Regions from separate parts of the Rattus norvegicus genome. Here all the other regions are linked to region 3. A link is a contact called in public Hi-C data. All regions are on one chromosome and are shown on one strand. The core of a region is the stretch at or near the end of the contact, and the rest is flanking DNA. Distances in the headings are between cores, read along the strand shown. Region 1 has its middle 15 kb from the start of Ampd2. Region 2 holds the start of Gnai3 (G protein subunit alpha i3). Region 3 holds the start of Csf1 (colony stimulating factor 1).

Region 1 (3,400 bases), core at 263-2,762, 310 kb after region 3:
ATCCAGATCACTCATACCAGGATGAGGCAGGACATCGTCCCTTCTCAGAGACAACTTCTGCCCTCAAGCAGATACAGACCTTTAAGGCCATAGGAGGGTGGCTCTGCACGTCCCAGTGGAGCCAGCTCACCCCCAACCTCACTGACCCTGGCGTTTCTCTCTTGGGGGCAGGAGGAGAACGCCTGAAATCTCAGTTCTTAGGAGGCAGAATGACTGCTGCTAATTCAAAGCCAGACAGGAAAAACAAAACAAAAAAACAAAACAAACAGGGGTTGGGGATTTAGCTCAGTGGTAGAGCGCTTGCCTAGCAAGCACACGGCCCTGGGTTCGGTCCTCAGCTCCGGAAAAAACAAAAACAAAACAAAATCGAAGCCAGCCAGGGCTACATGGTGAGGTCAAGCCTGGGATAGAGAGAGTGGGGCTACGATGCTGCCTGACGTGCAAAGCAGCCCAAGCACATTACACACTCACACGGAAAGAACTTTGACAGGGTGCAGGGTGCTAGAAACAGCCTAGTCCCCTCGTTTCCTTTCATAGGGCCCCAGGCTGGGGTAGGCTGGGCTTTACTCTCCTACCTGAAGTTTCAGGGCTCACTCTGCCAGCTAACAGGCTCACAAGCAGGCCAGTTTTTCAGGAGCGAAGTGGAGACGGCCATCTATCTAACCACTCATGTGGCTGCTTTGCCGACAGGAGAGACAGCAGAGGCAGACAGGGAGAAGCACTGACCTGAAGGCCGGACCAATCTTCTCTGGAAGAAGGCGGGAGGCAGGGCTCTCCTGAGCCCTGTGCAGACCCTGCATCTGATTCTGAGGACCCTCCCCTCCAAGAGTAACCAACATTCAAATGCACCCATATCTTCATTTGACGTAACTTGTCTTTGGTTTAAACTAAAGGGGCCCCCTTCAACTCGCTTTTGAAGTTGCTTTTGAAGTTACCAGACTATGAGTAACTCATTTAGTTTAGAACTGGCTATGACTACAGTCATGCTGCGGATTCTGGAGTGTTTGCCAAATCCAGTTTACAAACTGTTTCCAAATATAATGACATTTGTAGGGATACTAAAATTAACAAATATTGAAGTTGACATGCTATTTTCTGAAGGCATTTCTTTAAACATTTGTTAGTTTCGATTTCTCTTCTTTTTCTTATTTTATAGCCTCCAAAGTTCTAGCTCCCCAGCCTTCCTTGAGCCTTTGAAAGTCCACTCTGCGGGGTTTACATCCAAAACCGGCGACCCTGGGTCACCCCCAACTCCAGATGCTCATGAGCCCCTGCAGCTTCTGTCTGGAGAGACCACCTACCCCAAGTCATCAACCAGGCAAGGTCAAGTTGAGCGACTTTGCTCCCATATGGAAGACAAAGTGAATTATTGAACATTAGACTAAACATGAGTTAATGTTTAAATGTTCTATTGGACTTTCCTTGAATAAATTCACCCAGGAGGCAATAGTGTGACAGCATTTGGATGAGCGCAAGAAACGTCCCCACCTGCACCTCTCCAGCTCCCCAGGAGGGGGCGCCCTCAGAGCAGCCCAGGTTGCTGTCTACTTGGCTACTTGCAGTGCCTAGGTGTGTAGACGTCACCCTGTGCCAGTCCAAGGGCCACAAGGGGTTAAAGTTCTTCTACTGTTTTCATGCCGGGGCATTTTAAAGCATTGGTTTTAAAAGTCCACCACCAATCTCAACCCAGCAAGTGAGAGGGAGGTTCCTGCCCCAGCCAGGACTACACAGTGAATTCAAGGTCAGCCTTTGGAGGGTGGTAAGGTGCTACCTTCCTCAGGAGGGGTCCACACTCAGCCCCCACACAGGTCACATGGAGGGGCTGGCAGGGAGCCTGTATTAGAGGTCCGACCAGGCAGAGGGCAAGCAAGCCAGGAAAGGGCTTTGCCTCATCCTATCAAGTGAAATAGACATCTCAAACTGGGCAATTAATTCTCTCTTATGGGCATGCAGGTTAGCATGAGACTCTCAAGCCTTGTGCAAACCAAAGCTAAAGCTTACTAGAATCTTACTTAATGCTTTAAATCCAGTTCAACACGAGGAAAGCATTATGGGTAAGGACCTGGAGGCACAAAGAAGGAAGCATCTTGCCTGAGGTCGCACAGATCAGGAGTAGAGCTGAGGCCAGGGGTCATGGCTCCACAGTGCGCAGCCAGTCACACTCCAGGCCTACTTACTACTCCTTCTACATCTTGAGCATGTGCGCATATGCACGTGCCACGGAGCATGTTCCTGGAGGGGTTTTCCAGAATCAACTTTCACTTTCCACGATGTAAAACCCAAGCACTGAGCCAGGGCGCTAGGCTTGGCATCAATGACCTCTACCAGCTACCATCGACCATCTACCTCTACCATCTCACAAGCCCAGGCCTGGTTATTCTCAACAGAGAAAAGCTACGGTGGTAAACCGTCATGGGGCAGGACACAGCAATAAAATTTACATCTATAGATGGCAGTAACAGAACGTGAAAGATGGGTTAATAATTTTAAAGGTAAATTTAACAAGAACATAGTCTCGATTCAAACTCCCTTGAACTTATCATGTGGCGGCATGATCTCCACACAGAGAAGGCTTTGTGGAAGACCAGCCTGAGCTGCACAGGAGGCCGGGTCTCAAAAACAAACAAAATGCTACTTGCAAACAAGAAGTGGGGATGGCAAGGTAACTCAGTAAGTGATGGGTGCCAAGCCTTCCCACCTGACCCTTCACCAGGACCCATGTGGTAGGAGGACCAAGTGACCTCCACATATGCTCCATGACGAGTTCATGCAGATGCACACATGTATGCACATGCGCGAGCACACAATATGTAATAAAAAGGCTTTTTGAAGAAAAAAAGAACTAGAAGGAAAATGTCAATATGTAAAATATATTCGTGCATACATATAGCTCAGGTATGTGGTCATACTTGGTACAACTGGTAGTGGGAATGGGCTTTTTGCTTCCTATTTTCCTATATCGTCAAAGAACCCCCTTTAAGAAATCTTTTCTACAGAAGCATTTTATTTATACGTGTGTCTTTGTTTTGTATTCCCAGAAAAAGATTCCCGGTATCTCCCTCCTGTGTTTTCATCTCAGTCCGTGCTGTCTTCTAAAGATGTCAGTACGATGGAGCCAAGCCAGCGGGCGGGAGTGGATCATTCTGCCTGTTTCTCTAGATCTCTGAGCTGCACATCAGTCAGATCTGGGGCTGACCATGCCATACCTGGTTAGCCTGGTGGTGACGTTCATTTCCAGCTGTTGTGGTCATCAGTGATGACCACCACGTCCATGTTTCCTACTGGCAGTTAGGAGCCAGGGATGTGTCTCTTCAGCCTTGTTTATACTGGAGAACGTCAGCCAGTAAGTTCATGTGACCCATTATCAAAGCAGAGTCCCTTATCGTTTAAAGGTTGCTGA
Region 2 (3,273 bases), core at 320-2,819, 380 kb after region 3:
AGTAAACACTTAAGCCCCTGCTAAGTTCTCCCATAGAAGATACCTGTTCTACAGGCACTAGCAGTCGAGAGCTAGGATTTGAATCGGTATCTTCTGGAAGCTCAAACTCCACTTCCTATCTTTTTATTTATATTCAAGCTGCTGCCCAGAGCTTCCAAAATATATGAATAAGCAGTCAGCCCATCTTAAAGCACAAAGTCAGTCTGAGATTATGGAGTTGTGTCCATCCTCTGGGGCTTTACAAAGTGAATCAGTACTTTACAGTCGACCTTTTGGAACGGCATTTATCTAAAAAGTTCTGCTGCTTACAGAACCCGTGACTCCTAATTATTCTCATCTAACAGATTCCTCAAATATATGAATAATGATTACAGCTGGATTTACTGGTAAACTAATACCAGAGAAGTTTATATGATTTACTGGGCCTATCAAAGCTTAAACCTAAATTATTCTGACTAAAACACGTTTGACTAGATATAAGGTGTAAGGCAACACGCTGTTTGTAGTCTGAAAGCCAATACTTTTACTTTTTAGTGGGGAAAAACCCACTAAAAATCACCTCCTCCCAAATGTATCACGATTACAATCTTTACAATAAAAATAGCCCAGTCCATATGTTATCCTATACTATTCCCGATACACATGGTCCCACTGTTATTCACTGTCTTCTATCAAACCTCAAAACGGCATTCTTTCAATTTTCCCAGCTTACACATCCCTATCCCTTTAATAAAAACAGGAGTTACAGAACTTCAAGAGAATTAAACAAAGATAAGAAAAGTTGAAAAAGTATAGGCGGCCTCTGCACCCAAGTTCTTTTCTTTTACATCTAAGAACCTGTCATTTATTTCACCCGCCTCCTGGGCGTTCCTGGACAATCCACTTACTAACAGTACAAAAAAGACTTGCGAGCAGGTTCTTTATGTGGCCTCTCTGTCCTAGCTTTACTATTTAATCATTCAATCCTTCCAGCTTTATCCTGACATCAAGTATCAAACTCACGCAAACCCTAGATAGATCCACCAGACGCCATACACTATCTTCTTCAACACGTTCTAGTTCAATGTGAAACCTCCTCAATATCGGTCCCTCCCTTTAGGAGCCTTTCCTGGATTCCCAACATAGTCTCAGGGCTCCAAACTCCCCAACTCTGCTAAACACCATCCAAGCTGGGTTACACCCTCTCCAACCTGAAATCCCCACGCCTTCCGGGGCCTCAATCACCAAGCCCAGCACCCGCCCCATGTCGAGTCCCTCCCTGTCCCTTTGGGGTCCTTTCCGCCGGCCTGGCCAGACCCCTATCAGCTCAAGCTGCTCCCAGGCCCGGCTCTCCGGCCCCAGCACTCCAGCTCCGCCCCCAGCCCCTCACCGAGCAGCAGCAGCTTCACTTCTTTGGCCGCTTTCTCTCCGTCCTCCCGCAAGTTGCGGTCGATCATCTTACTCCGCTCCACCGCCGCCTTGTCCTCGGCGCTCAACGTGCAGCCCATGACGGCGGCCGGAGAGGGGACCGGGCCCTGGCTCACTCACACACCGCGGGAACCGCGACACACCGGCTGAGACGCGTCTTCTGCTGGGCGGTGGCCTTCTCCGTCAGCTCCCCTAGCGCCCGGAAGAACCGGATAGCTGCTGTTTACGACACTTCCGGCGACGCCCAGCGGCCGTTACAACTTAGAGCGCTGTGGCAGTGGGAGGCGGGGGAGGTACGGAAAGCGGAAGTTCCTGAGAACCTGGTTGTTCCTGTGAACCGCACCTCCCAGCTTTAATACCCTGTTACTTCTTGGGCTCCTGGACTTAGATTCCAAGTGTAGAAAAAGGGGAACTTCCAGCACATGTTGTGCTCTTGAGGACACAATGGAAGTTTAGCGGTGAGGATCAGATTCCCAAACGAACTCACAGCCCTCTGGGTAATCTCCCTCTCCATTAGGAAAAAAACAAAACAAAACCCTTTCCTTTTCATCTGTGATTGTGGAGCCGGGGTCTCTGCCCAAAGCCGTATGTTGGACACTTCAGCCAAAGTTCCCTCAGTCTGATCTTTGAGTTGCCCAGCCTGGGTTTTCATCCATTCCTCAGGCTATGCCCATTATGCCAAGTATATCTTTGGTCCTTCTGCTACTGCTTATGAATTTCTGTAACCTGTACGTTTGCCTGGCACTATGTTGGCAAAGGATCACTTGATTGCTAGCAAGTAATAGAACGTTAAAATAGTAATTATTAGGACATGAAAATAGCTGTAGTTCATTTATAACATTTCCATGCTTCCCTTTCTCCCATAGAAACCGGTGGCTCTACATTGGGGACTTAGTTCCATACCCAGAAGAAATAAACCAGCGCATCCTTCTTTAATCTAACAAGAGATCCTATGTGATATCCACAGAAAAGAGGAAGTTTGGTAAAAGTCGCCTCTCTACTATCTCCTGAATATTTGTGAATCATAACCCTGTGAGAATATCCAGAAGTACCTTTACTGTCAAAAACCCCACAATGACTCTCACCACCCATTTTAGGAAGGAGCACTTTTTGCAGCTGTTGAAACTTTCCCCCGGAATTTAAAAACATTTCTCTAGTAGGAGGTAAACTTAAAATACAAATTCCTAACAGAAAGGTCTCTATAGTGAAAAATTAATTAATTAGAACCATTTAATTAGATTAACCTTGTCCAGGTCACCCACAATGCTTATCAATTCCAAGTCTAATAAGTCTCCCACTCATTTCCAAATGACCATTAAAAAGAAATAGTCTGCTCTTCCTTTCTGATTAGTACTGGGGGGGGGGGTCAAACGGAAAGGGAAAACAACATTTATTGAGTACCAGATAGGCGCTTCCATGTCTCATCTCTTAATCCTCACAACAACCCTGTGAGGTAGGTAATATTGATCCCCATTGTCACTGATGAGGAAATAGGCATGGAGAACTTAAGTACCTTTCCCACATTCCACAGTAAGCACATCTGCCTAGGTTCAACGTCACGCCTTCTTTCTACCAGACCTCTAGAAGGCGCTGCTTGGAGACACCTGACAACAGAGAGTCTATAAAGTTTTTGGATGGCAGTCGCCTCAATACCAAGATGTTGGCAAAACTAACTGACTGGATTGTCTCACCCTGTTGCTTCCCCAACATGTGAGGGAGATTGTGTTTAGGAACAGCTTTTAAGAGCTAAGGATAGTATATTGAACATAACCAACCTGTCCCACTAACTAGAAAATTCCTGGAAGGTGGTCACAGCCAAAGTTGTGGAGAAAGTTCTCTTCATATTAAAGGAAAGTTTTGTTTCCC
Region 3 (3,466 bases), core at 253-2,752:
AGCCTCTGTCTAAGAGAGCAGCCCTGGAAGGAAACTGCTGCCGTCTCAGAACACTTCAAGACATCACATCATGCTCCATTTCCCAATCAGTAAAGTCTCTGCAGAGACCTGGCTGGACTGCCGGACTGAACCCTCCGACTCATCTTGTCTAATTCTGCCTCCTCTCGTTTCCCCTTCTAGTCTTTCTTCTTCCTTTCTTCTCTCTCTCTTTCTCTCTCTCTCTCTCTCTCTCTCTCTCTCTCTCTCTCTCTCTGCTTGTTGCTTACTGTTTAAGTTTTCATCCCTTCCCCACCTAACCCCATCTCCTGCCTCTCACTGGCCCCCCTCCCTATGGTTCTACTTTTCTCTCCCCTAAACACCTGCAACCCTCTCTTCTGCCTATAACAGTTCTGTTCCTACCCTCTAGGTTTTCCCTCTCATTCTCCCCAGAAGCAAACCCACTTGCTGTTCATTGAAAGTACCATCCTCCACTCTGTAAGTGCCACACCGTATCATCTGCTGCCACTACTGGGGACACGTGTGAGCAGCCCACCATCCTCTGCAGCTCTGAACTCTCCTTGCACTTTCCTCAGTCAGACGCACAGCCCAGAATAGCCCCATCTCATTGAACCAAATTCTTCAAGAACAGATTCAGGTCCAGTTCCCCTCAGAGAGCCGCCCAGGTCCCTAACAGTTCCTGCACCTCCATTGAACAAGTAGCAGCATGCCTGTCTCCTTTTTGCTGCCAACAGGTTGCTCAGCACAGGTCCTGACATAAAGTTGGGTGACCCTGAATTTTCCCTACCCAGAAGACCCACTCCCAATTGGGGCCTAAAACCATGTGCAACAGCCAAAGGGAGATGTCTACTGGGGATGATGCCACACTCGGGTCTCTGTCACTCGGAAACTGGTTGACCACCCTGGCAGACACTGGGCCCGTACCAATTGCTGCAAACCTCCCCCACCCCCACCCCCGCCTTCATATCTCTCTCTCTCTCTCTCTCTCTCTCTCTCTCTCTCTCTCTCTCTCTCTCTCTCTCTCTCTCTCTCTCTCTCTCTCTCCTGCCTGTGGGTAGCTCAGTGTTCTCCTCCGTGCAATGGGATGAGCAACCTTCCCTTTACCTCGCAAAGCGCTGGAGTCCTGGGAGCAGCTATTGAAATACCGCGGGCCTCAGCCCTGTTCTAGAAGCAATAAGGAAGCCAGAACCCAGGGCCGGGAAGCCTGGGCAGCTGGCGAAAAGGGGCCGCGCCGAGCCGCCTGCTGCTTGCTGCAGAGCTCCTGTCCCAGCCCAGCCCGGGCCCCGCGCGCCACGGTTGCAGCTTACCGAAGAAGGGCAGCGCCCCGCGGCGCCCCGCGCGGTCATACGGGCAGCTGGGTCCCGGCACGGCGTGTTGGCCGCCCTGGTTCGTTCGCTTCCTTGCTCGCTAGTGGCTGGAGAGCCTGCGCCGCGGTCGAGGGCCACGCTGCTGTCCCGGGATGCAGAGAGCCGCAGCGACACCGAGAGCACCGAGGCAAACTTTCACTTTCCCCTGGCCGAGCTTCGCTGGCCAGTCCTCGGCACAGCCTTTTAAGCGGGCGGGCTGGCGGGGCATGTGGTTTATGGGAAATCACCCTGGCCCTCCGCCAGACACACACACACACACACACACACACACACACACACACACACACACACAAAACACACTCACAGGCACTGACACATACTACACCCCAGAGGCCCACTGAACCGCCGACTCCCTTCCCCCAAGCGGGCCGCCTAGTCCTCCCCGCTAGCTCTCTTTCCAGTCGCTCTGTGGCTGTGCAAGCTCCGCAGCCTTCAGCAGAGTAACCGGGGCTCCACCGCCCTCCCCCTCCTCTCTCGAGCACTGGACAAGACACTGCCTTTCCTTCTGTGCTCGCCACTGTTGTCAATCTCGTGTGATTGTTCTCTGTCTAATGCTGGCCCCTAGGGACTTTCCCCTCCAGGCCCAAAAATCCTCAAATCTGAGCAGGAAAAGGCAGAGTACATTGAACAGGACTTGAATGGGGATGGACCAGCACAGATGACCGAGGCCTCTCTGCTGTAGCTCCATTCAACTCTTATGGAGCCCAGGGCAGCAGGTTTGCAAGTTGGCTTGCTCCCTCCTATGTATGTTTTGTCCAAAGAACCGGCTAAATTCCCTGTCCCCTGGCTATAGGGACAATCCAGCTACCTGGTCAGGAGAGGAGGGATCTGGTCCTGTGACAACTAGCCGGGTGGTTCTGTATTCTGTGCCAGAAGCTCCAGGTGCTTGACTTGAAAAGGAAGCTGGTCCCCTGCTCTTGGGCTGCTGAACCCAGCTCAGGTGGACAGGTTGGTGTGCCTGGGCCCTTGGTTTCCCTCAACTCTGTTGGAAATGCATTTGTGGAGACAATCACATTTTGTCTTTACATGAGAATGAATCTAAATTAACTGATCAAGAGGAGCCTATTAATTATACTGCCAACAGCTGGACCTTTTTCTTCCTTGCATTCATCCTGATTCGATGTGTTTTAATCCCTTCATGCCCAGATGAATGGCCTGGTCTCAAAGAGGCACCTTTTGTCACTTATCCTCCAGATCCCTTGCTCAGCCTGGCTCTGAGCAATAATGTCACTCCCATAAGCCTTTGCTCAGGCTGCTTCCTCGAACATGAAGTCTTCTTTTCCCCATCCATCTTAAGGTGAATGTCTCATCTGGTCAGGTTGTAATCAATCACATCTTATCTTCGTCTTGCAAAGCTTCCTGAGATGCTTCAGGCTGGTACAGAGTTCCTTTTTTTCTGTGTCCCCACTGGACTCAGCCCATTCCTCCCAGTTAAATTGGCATTCATTCACTCCCTACATTATTTTAAACTGGTGGTTCTCAATTTGTGGGTGGCAACCTCTTTGGGGTTGCACATCAGATACCCTGCATGTCATATGTTTTATATTGCAATTCATAACAGTAGCAAACTTACAGTTATGAGGTAGCAATGGAATAATTTTATGGCAGCGGGGGTCGGGGTGGGGGCTCACCACACCATGAGGAGCTGTATTAAAAGGTCTCAGCATTAAGAAGGTTTAGAACCATTGTATACTAGTGATACTAGTGATTACATTTGACCTGCACCCTGAGCAGGAGCCTTCCTCTAGGTGGCACTCGGTTTCACTCACCTGTGAACTGATAAATAGCACATAATAGGAACTAAGTTAACTGGACAGATGGAATGGATAAGTCACCTGACAGATATTCACTGATAACTACAGGCTAAGCCCCTTGCTGGACCCTGGAGGTGCAACAGTGAACGTGATGTCATGGCTCCTACTCATTCTCATGTGTCTGTGGCCACTGGAAGCTGAGGGTTGGGGTAGTGACTGGGACTTAGGGCTTCCCAGAGGAATGCAGAGACATGATCAAGGCTTATTTCCTTCTTTGGTGGAATGTTCTTTAAGTGGAATGGAACGATAAAAGATTTAACCACATCCCTTAAGACAAAAAGCAAGAGG

What was found. Hi-C and Micro-C count contacts between places; a contact is called where the count stands out from the background.
Region 1: a contact with region 3 is called in a Hi-C map of liver, with 3 times the contacts expected there. The contact joins the enhancer-like site here to the promoter of Csf1 in region 3. A contact is called at or near these places in 3 of 12 Hi-C or Micro-C datasets (frontal cortex, liver and mammary epithelial cells).
Region 2: a Hi-C map of kidney shows a contact between it and region 3, with 2.5 times the contacts expected there. The contact joins the promoter of Gnai3 here to the promoter of Csf1 in region 3. A contact is called at or near these places in 3 of 12 Hi-C or Micro-C datasets (the Rat2 cell line, kidney and mammary epithelial cells).

What each region holds. Positions count from the first base shown.
Region 1 is chr2:198,390,854-198,394,253 of GRCr8, forward strand. No RefSeq gene overlaps it. Among named protein-coding and RNA genes, the nearest start is that of Ampd2, 15 kb to the right of the region's middle. Within about 2 kb of position 1,513, at least 4 of the 93 cell types and tissues checked have an H3K27ac peak or open chromatin away from gene starts, as enhancers often do. A contact at or near this core is called in liver, where this site is marked.
Region 2 is chr2:198,467,305-198,470,577 of GRCr8, forward strand. It overlaps Gnai3 (G protein subunit alpha i3), which reads right to left and starts at 1,570. Exons shown (of 9, transcript NM_013106.2): 1 at 1,370-1,570. The coding sequence starts at 1,487. It overlaps LOC134485670 (a long non-coding RNA gene), which reads left to right and starts at 1,725. Exons shown (of 3, transcript XR_010063915.1): 1 at 1,725-1,865; 2 at 2,274-2,389; 3 at 2,984-3,273.
Region 3 is chr2:198,082,966-198,086,431 of GRCr8, forward strand. Csf1 (colony stimulating factor 1) reads right to left here and starts at 1,503. Exons shown (of 9, transcript NM_023981.4): 1 at 1,305-1,503. The coding sequence starts at 1,343.